Linked DNA regions of Pan troglodytes: region 2 is linked to region 1. Evidence: chromatin contacts called from public Hi-C data. All regions are on one chromosome and are shown on one strand. Each heading gives the region's core, a stretch centred on a gene start, on an enhancer-like site or on the middle of the called end of the contact. The rest is flanking DNA. Distances are from core to core; before and after follow the strand shown.

The links. Hi-C and Micro-C count contacts between places; a contact is called where the count stands out from the background.
Region 2: a Hi-C map of stem cell-derived neural progenitor cells shows a contact between it and region 1, with 2.7 times the contacts expected there. The contact joins the promoter of MAML2 here to the enhancer-like site in region 1. A contact is called at or near these places in 1 of 7 Hi-C or Micro-C datasets (stem cell-derived neural progenitor cells) and 1 of 1 datasets of contacts at active chromatin or transcription factors (stem cell-derived excitatory neurons).

Annotation. Positions count from the first base shown.
Region 1 is chr9:98,412,155-98,416,793 of NHGRI_mPanTro3-v2.0_pri, reverse strand. The region is part of intron 1 of MAML2 (mastermind like transcriptional coactivator 2); the gene reads left to right. Among named protein-coding and RNA genes, the nearest start is that of MIR1260B, 34 kb to the left of the region's middle. Within about 2 kb of position 2,138, at least 19 of the 24 cell types and tissues checked have an H3K27ac peak or open chromatin away from gene starts, as enhancers often do. A contact at or near this core is called in stem cell-derived excitatory neurons and stem cell-derived neural progenitor cells, where this site is marked.
Region 2 is chr9:98,448,893-98,453,531 of NHGRI_mPanTro3-v2.0_pri, reverse strand. It overlaps MAML2 (mastermind like transcriptional coactivator 2), which reads left to right and starts at 2,764. Exons shown (of 5, transcript XM_001147268.8): 1 at 2,764-4,639. The coding sequence starts at 4,186. It overlaps MIR1260B (microRNA mir-1260b), which reads right to left; the gene lies at 4,547-4,639.

The DNA.
Region 1 (4,639 bases), core at 889-3,388:
GTAAACAAATTATGCAGTTATTCGAATCCTTCTACTAAATCACAACTATAGGGTTAAACTAAAGGGCAGTTTTGAAACTGACCTCTGGGTGTGAATGCATTGTCAAGCACTTCATACTAAAACACAATGGCATTCCAAATCCCAGTATGATGCTAGACACAATGGATTACTCATTTCAGTGGGAGTACATTCTCTCCAAAAACCCAAAAACATTCACCCAGAACTTTCAAGACAAAAGACATTGCCAGCTAACACCAGCAAGGGCACTTAGTTTTCTTCCTTTCTCTATCTTTTACTTCTCTGTTTTGCTGAACTTAACTAATGAGTTATTTTCATTTTATTGTATTGTATTTTATGCCATGAATTATTTGTTTATGCTGCAGCATTTTTACATTTGGACAAGAGTACACAGAGCAGAAAGTATATAGCACATGTATGGTTCACTGTGTATAGATAAATGAAGCATTCATTCATTCAATAAATATTTGCTCAGTATCCATTGTGTGTAAGACATGAGGTTAGCTACATGGTCCCCAGCTTCAAGGTCTTTACATTCTAATAGGAAGACATATAAGAAACAAGCAAACAAACTAAAAAATATACATTATTATAGCTAGTCATTTTTTATAAAGCACAAGTTTCTTTAAATTTAAGCTGAAACATAAAGAAGTAGGAAGTAGCCATGGATATAATTTTTGGGAAGTGTACTCTGAGATGTTAGAGCAACTCTGATGCAAAGTACCATTTGTTTATTTAGCTTAATATTTTATGTCTAAAGTAGGTTTCTTACTGATAAAAATTGCAACATAATTAGATTTTGGGTATGGGAAATGATTGGATAATAAAGAATAAAACATAATCAGGTATGCAGTAAGTGAAAAGTTGATGTCAGAATTTCCAGTAATACTGTAATTATGTAAATTGTCACTAAAATGGATTTTGAGGGTTAGTATTTAAATACACAGAGTCTTGAATGACACAGCAGTCACCCATATGTATGTTAGAGATGCTTCAGTTATATTTCAGAATTCTACTATTGTTTAGTAAATCACTGGATTTTTTTTTCCTCCTTGTGGTTTAGGATAGCATTGAAATATCTTGGTATAATTACTTCCATACTTTGTCATTAGTATTTTATATTCTTTATTACATGGACTAATACCCCACCACCACCGCCCCCCAAATTTTAGCTATGCTGAAATGAAACTCCCTCTGAAATTTTGATTTCTGAGGTCGGGTGATCCCAAATGTAAACTATAACACTGTGTAAGGCCTGAGTCTAGAATTGTAAAGAAGCCAGAATCTTCCATGAGCATGCGCAGGGCTTTACCATAATTCCAGAGTAGAACAATCAGCATTCAAAACCACATGAAGCCAGGACTCTCTTCCACCCTCCTCTTCCTTTCCCCTATAAAATGATATCCACCCATGAGTCATAGGCCATTCATTCCCTTGGGTTCAGTATTAGTTCTGTTCCTGAACTCTCATGGGCCATCAAATGAAAATAAAATTAATACACACGAAGAGATTATCATTTTAGGGGATTTGTGGGAGCCCAGACACTTTTTATGAGAAGAGACTGGCACCCCTAAGGATGTTATTTGAATCTGAAAAGAAGCGGTCATAAAGGAAGTGGTGCTGCTTTAATCTGCTGTACGGAGCTGCCACCCTGCTCTTACTGCTAGGCAGCCTTCCCATATGAGCAGAATGATCATTCCCTTGGAGAAAGCAGCTGAGGTTTGAAAGCCGTTCCAATTTTGCAGTTTCAGGAATGTGTCGGAGTTGCAGCTTTAAGATGGCATTTCCCCCTCCCCAGCTGCTGTCGAGAGTGCCTGGGCTAGATGTGAATGGGAGTTTTGTATGAAGATTGTGAGTGAGCCAGAGCCACTGGGTAATCAGGACAGCAAGGCACATTAAGGAATATACTTTAAGGGATATATTTAAGGAATATACTTTTCATACAGCCTCTCACTCTTCCTTTACAGTAAAAGCATAAGTAAAACTTCCCTATGCTCCTGTACTTATCCTGCTTTTGGTCTCATTTTAAGCTCAGCACTGAAGGCAACTTGATCTCCGTTGCTATCTCCTTTCATAGACGATAATGAGCACAGTTCTAAGAGGCTGGCTGCAATGATATCCTTTGCTGTTAGAAAAGGAAAGCGGGAGCAGGGATTGGAGTGATTGTTTGCTGTGTTGGTGACTGTGATGTTGCCATGGGAAAGCTCAAGACTTCAGGAGAGTTTGTATTTTGTTGGGCGAGGTGCCAAGCTGTTGTGACTTATTACAGCCGTGTGAGTGAGCTGTACAGAACAGTATCCTGTGTAGCAATTCAAAGGGCAGGATCACTTTAATCAGGGAAAGATAGAGTGCTGAGTATTCACATTACGCTTTATTTCAACTTGGAAATGATAAACAAACCTAACATTTTGGTAGTCTCTGGGTTTGCTCTTTTAACTTTGGAGAAAAAAAAGAATCAATTCCTCGTGCTCACTCCAACTGAAAAGCAAAACAAAAATGTTTCTGCTTTACATATAAAGACCCCTTGTAAAGAATGGTGTGCTCTCAAGTAACCACTCCACCCGCAAATGCTAGTTCATCTTGACTCAGCCTCAAGGAAAGAAAAAATTCACTGGCCAAGTTGATTTGGTGTGAAAAAAATAGTGTAAGTTTGGGAAGGTTTCTTTTCAATTTAGACTGAGGACATTCCTCTGCCTCACTTACCTGGGAAAGTCAGCCTTTTTACCCCCAGTATTGGCAAAGTACATGGCCCAGACTAGATGTTCAGTCGTTGTCTAACTATGCTGAAGTCAAGGAGTTTTCTTTGAGGTTTTATGAAAAATTAATACATAGATCCACATAAAGGAAAATTCTGGAGCTTGGAGAACTGTTTTGACCTTTCAAGTCACAAAGGGAGCTAGGTACAGTCCCCTTTTTGCAGTAGTCAACACAGCCCTAATTCTTTAGGGAGATGCCAAGCCTCCATATCATTTTGTGCTGTGTAGACATTGCCTAGAAGTTCCCTTGGAGCCAAGTCTTTTGAAGCTTTTTGATCCATTCCAGGGAACTCTTGGAAGAGGAGAGAAGAACTTCACAATTTCCATTTTTAGCCTAAAACAGATGTCAACATGTTAACTCTTCTTCATTTGATATTGTGGGCCTGGGCTTGTGCAGTGATCAAAGGCACAACTGAAGTGCACAACTGAAGTGCTCCATATTTTCAGAATATATGTTTATTGAGAGACTTGTAGAAAACTATATATGTATATGTTATGTATATAATTATATATACATAATTTGATACTCAAGGCAGCTATGACATCTTGCAGCATAACAAGAAGAAAGGTATGTTTCTTATTGTGAGATATTAAAGTTTCATATGATACATTTTAAATGTTCATTTTCTAGGAGCGTTTCACTTTGTCTTTTAAAAACACTTTTCAGAATGTTTATACTTGTGTTTGTTGCTTTGTAGTTTTATTTGGTTGCCAGGTTAGCTATTTATTTTCACCCAGTTTAACCTCTGAGGGACATATTTTGCATAGAGACAGATGTTTTTATCTGCCTTAATTTCCAGTTACCATACTTCTAAGTTCTAGTAACATTCAGAATAGTTTATCATAGAAGTTGTGGAAACTTTTTCTAACATAGAAAAAATTCCCTTTGTGTATTAGATGACTTGAATAGTAACTTACAGATATCTAGACATTTGGGAATCAGAGAATTGATGAGACTTTCTTTTTGCCAAAGTTTTTTCATATAGTACAGTTTCACATGTATTTTAATATAGAATACATCCTGTCTCATTATTATTATTCAAATAGACTTTATTTTTTAGAGCAGTGTATGTTCACAACAAAATTGAGTGGAAAATACAAAGAGTTCCCAGATACTCCCAGTTCCCTATCCATGCATAGTCACCCCCATTATCACCATCCTCCACCAGAGTGGTATGTTTGTTGCAATTAGTGGACCTACATTGACACACCACTATCACCCAAGGTCTGTAGTTGACATTAGGATTCACTCTTGGTGTTGTATTCTGTGGGCTCTGATAAATATATAATAATGTACATCTTTCATTATATTATCATAGAGTATTTTACTGCTCTAAAAATCCTCTGTGCTCTGCCTGTTTATCCTTCCCTCTCCCTTAACTGCAGGCAACTACTGATCTTTTTACTGTTTCCATATTATTTTAAAATGTAATAGCTTTAATTTTAAAATATTACACTAAAATGTGAAAGTTACTGAAAAATGGATTAAAGTGTATATATTTTTTGGCCTCAGAACTCAGTTTTTGCATTGAGTTGTTATAAATGGTGCATCTCTAATTCCTGTTCCTTAAGTGAGAATTTATTGACCTAATAATAATATTTCAGAATGTTATTCTCAGTCAAGAGAATTGTATCTTTATAGGACTTCAGAATTTTTCAATAGTGGTTGAGTCAGGAGCTTCTCAAATAGAAGAAACATAAACAGCATAACACAGCATAAACACATTTAGTTGTTTTTATTTTTTTCTTTAAGGTCGCTTTATCCTGAATCACAGTGGTGTAACATCATTGTGATTTGGGCTATGTTTCTGGAGCACTTTATGCAGTTAGCTGTCTCTATATCTCCTCTGCCTGCTGCAAGAAGA
Region 2 (4,639 bases), core at 1,515-4,014, 36 kb before region 1:
AGATGGATTAAAGACTTACATGTTAGACCTAAAACCATAAAAACCCTAGAAGAAAACCTAGGAAATAACATTCAAGACATAGGTGTGGGCAAGGACTTCATGTCTAAAACACCAAAAGCAATGGCAACAAAAGACAAAATTGACAAATGGGATCTAATTAAACTAAAGAGCTTCTGCACAGCAAAAGAAACTACCATCACAGTGAACAGGCAACCTACAGAATGGGATTAAATTTTTGCAACCTACTCATCTGACAAAGGGCTAATATCCAGAATCTAAATGAACTCAAACAAATTTACAAGAAAAAAACAAATAACCCCATAAAAAGTGGGCAAAAGATATGAACAGACACTTCTCAAAAGAAGACATTTATGCAGCCAAAAGAGACATGAAAAAATGCTCACCATCACTGGCCATCAGAGAAATGCAAATCAAAACCACAATGAGATACCATCTCACACCAGTTAGAATGGCAATCATTAAAAAGTCAGGAAACAACAGGTGCTGGAGAGGATGTGGAGAAATAGGAACACTTTTACACTGTTGGTGGGACTGTAAACTAGTTCAACCATTGTGGAAGTCAGTGTGGCGATTCCTCAGGGATCTAGAACTAGAAATACCATTTGACCCAGCCATCCCATTACTGGGTATATACCCAAAGGACTATAAATCATGCTGCTATAGAGACACATGCCCTGGTACGTTTATCGCGGCACTATTCACAATAGCAAAGACTTGGAACCAAGCCAAATGTCCAACAATGATAGACTGGATTAAGAAAATGTGGCACATATACACCATGGAATACTATGCAGCCATAAAAATTGATGAGTTCATGTCCTTTGTAGGGACATGGATGAAGCTGGAAACCATCATTCTCAGCAAACTATCACAAGGACAAAGAAACAAACACCGCATGTTCTCACTCATAGGTGGGAATTGAACAATGAGATCACATGGACACAGGAAGGGGAACATCACACTCTGGGGACTGTTGTGGGGTGGGGTGAGGGGGGAGAGATAGCATTAGGAGATATGCCTAATGCTAAATAACGAGTTCATGGGTGCAGCACACCAACGTGGCACATGTATACATATGTAACAAACCTGCACGTTGTGCACATGTACCCTAAAACTTAAAGTATAATAATAATAAAATTTAAAAAAAGAAATAAAAGAAATTATAAAACAAACAAAAAATCTGAGTGTATTTGTCCCCATTTCCAAGCTAACAGGATTGGTGAAAATAAAATGGACTAAAGTAGGCTATCCTATAGGGAACTAAATTGCAAATAAATCCAGTATTGAGATGTTTGCCTTGATTTTGCCTATTTCTATCCATAGCTCAGTTTGAAACGACCATATTCATGAAATGCCAGAGTTTGTTTAGATTACTGAAGGTATATTATTTGAGACCTCAAATCCAAATGACTTCCAAATTAGGATACCCAGAATATTTTTGGTTCTGACTGTTGCAGTATTATGCTCACCTTAATTTAATCTTCATAATTGAAAATAACAAGCAGAATCCACAATAAGTTTTTTTTTTTTGGAGACAGAGACTCACCCTGTTGCCCAGGTTGGAGCGCAGTGGCGTGATCTTAGCTCACTGCAACCTCTGCCTCCTGGGTTCCAGCAATTCTCCTGTCTCAGCCTCCCGAGTAGCTGGGATTACAGGCGTATGACACCATGCTCAGCTAATTTTTGTAGTTTTAGTAGAGACGGGGTTTCACCATATTGGCCAGGCTGGTCTTGAACTCTTGAACTCAGGTAATACGCCTGCCTTGGCCTCCCAAAGTGCTGGGATTACAGGCGTGAGCCACTGTGCCTGGCCAATATTGGATATTTTAAAGGTGGGATCACTTGAAAATGGGGGGACAATGATCTGTGTGAGATCTATTTGGTTTCTATTATTAAACTTCTTGAAACTCAGAGTCAGGTGCAGTAGTGGTGAGTACCTGTAGTTCCAGCTACTCAGGAGGCTCAAGTGGGAGGATCACTTGAGCCCAGGAGTTCAACTCCAGCCTGGGCAACATAACAAGACTCCATTAAAAGAAAAAAAAAAAAAACTTTTTGAAACTCAGCTGCTACACATTGACTTTCCTCATTGTGTATGTGCACCAGGTAGCTAAGGATACTTCAGGTCTTATATTTGGTTTTTCATAGGCAATCATGCATTCCCAAAAAAAAGCGTTTGTTTCTAGAACTGGTATCGATAATTGTATCATTCTCATAAAATATTTTATTTATCCCAACTGATTTGCCTGTGATCACCCAGACTCACTTATCCAGAGACACACAAATGGGCAGGCAGGTAGACAAACGCTACACCTGCCTGCCCTTTAGGAGCTAACAATGTGATTACCTCTCCTCTCCACGCGCAACCCCTTCCGCCCTCAACACACACATTCATTATCTTCCTTATTCTATTAATGAACATTTCCTCGGTGCTCACACAGCTCGTGCTAGGTTGCTCAGTGGTGTCATTTACAATATACTGAAAAATGAAAATGATATCCTCAGCGGGGCGTAATGTAGGGCTGAAAGGGAAAACACATTCCTGGCCCGGAATTTCTTAAACATTTAGAGCTGGTGAAATGGTTGTGTAGAGGTTGGGGAATTTCCCCAGCCTTCCCCGCTTAACCGAGTCTGATGCTGAGCTGAGCCAGGGCAGCTGAGATGCGCAGGGCTTGGGATTTACCTCTTCAGCCACTGGGAGGCCCTCTGCGTTCCCCTTTCCCCGGTGCCTGGCTGCGATTACTCACTCGCGCAGTGGCACCAGCCTTCCACCAGGGAGCCTCGAACGAGCTCTCCCGCCCTCTCCCCGCCCCCCCCCACCCCCATCTGCAGCTTGCTGGCTCTCTCTTTCTCCCTCTCTGTCTCACTCTCTCTCTTTCTCTCCCTCTCCTATCGGAGCACAATGAAAGCCTGTGTATCGCCGTGACTCCGGGCGGGAGCCAGTGTCAGCAAAGCGGCTAACAACAGACGAGAAAGAGAAAGGAAAATACAAGCTACTTTTTTTTTTTCCATCTATAAAGCGGAGCAAATACAGGAGATAGAACCAGATTGCTTATTGCGAGTCCAGACCCTCAGATCCACTGGCCGGGGATGGAATGTACAAAAGTGGACAGAAAAGTGGCTGGACATGACTCGGTGCAATTTGCTGGAAGTTTGTAAGTTTGACCATCGTTTGTAAATTACTCTCGGAAGAGTTTGTCTCTCTTGATACTGTATTAGAATAGAGCCGGGGGTGAGGAATAGAAACGTAAGCGGGAAAGAAAAAAATGTGTTGAAGGATCTCTCTCAGTGGCTAGCGACTTAAGATTGCTTTTCATTTAAGGCTAGGAAACCTTAGAGGGAGTGAGGATTTTACCGGTGATTGGATTAGCTGAAGAAAAAAGCATGGTCCAAAAGTCCAATTACTGACATTGTTAACAGTTGAAAAGCTGTCTCCCTCTTTTGGGAGAAGACAACATCCTACAGTACCCCAAAGAGGAGAAAACACCGGAGCGAAAGGAAAGGGAGGAAAAATTAAAAGCCAAAAGACAGTCTCCCTTGATTTTTGCACATTTTGAACAGTGACTTAAACATCTTCTGAAACAGCACTGTTTTGTTTTGTTTTGGTTTTTTATTTAACCTGAGGAAAAGTCAAGGCTGCTGGTTACATAGACATGGTAGAAATGTGTTTCTCTGCAGAAACATCCCCATAAAGAATTGTCGGAAACAACTAGGTGAGGGGGAGTCCTCTCTATTAATACCTCTCTCAATACCTTTTGCTGTGTGTTTCTGTCTCTTGCTGGACAATCCCTGAATTCTTGATCTAACCCCCAGATCGTGTGTTTACAAAGTACCTAGTGGCTCTTGTCAGCTTGGTGGAGGAAAAAAAATCCACCAACTCTGTCCAACTTCTCCAGAGCTGTCAAATGCAATTAGAGTAAGTTAATCAGGGTTTGTTTCCAACTTATCCTCCCCCCAGCTGGTTTCTATTCTTTCTCCCCACCCTCTTTTTACTAACTCCCCTCCCCCACACCTTCTCCACGGCTCCCCCACAACCTCTGAAGACCTCTATTCATGTGGCCCTGAACACTGAGCTCACATTGTCAAAAACAGACTTGCCTGCAATAGCCAGCAGTAGCCTCTTTCCACCTCACCATCCCAGAGGCAGCAATCATTGTGTCCAGTAAGATGGGGGACACAGCGCCCCCGCAGGCCCCCGCAGGAGGGCTAGGGGGGGCCTCTGGGGCGGGGCTCCTTGGAGGGGGCTCAGTCACCCCGAGAGTGCACAGTGCTATCGTGGAGCGCCTCCGGGCTCGGATCGCTGTCTGCCGCCAACACCACCTGAGCTGTGAAGGACGATATGAACGAGGTAGGGCCGAGAGCTCAGACCGGGAAAGAGAAAGCACCTTGCAGCTCCTGAGCCTTGTACAGCATGGCCAGGGGGCAAGGAAAGCTGGCAAACACACCAAGGCCACCGCCACTGCTGCCACCACTACAGCCCCTCCACCGCCCCCTGCTGCCCCTCCTGCGGCCTCCCAAGCAGCAGCAACAGCAGCCCCACCGCCCCCACCAGACTATCACCATCACCACCAGCAGCACCTGCTGAACAGTAGCAATAATGGTGGCAGTGGTGGGATAAACG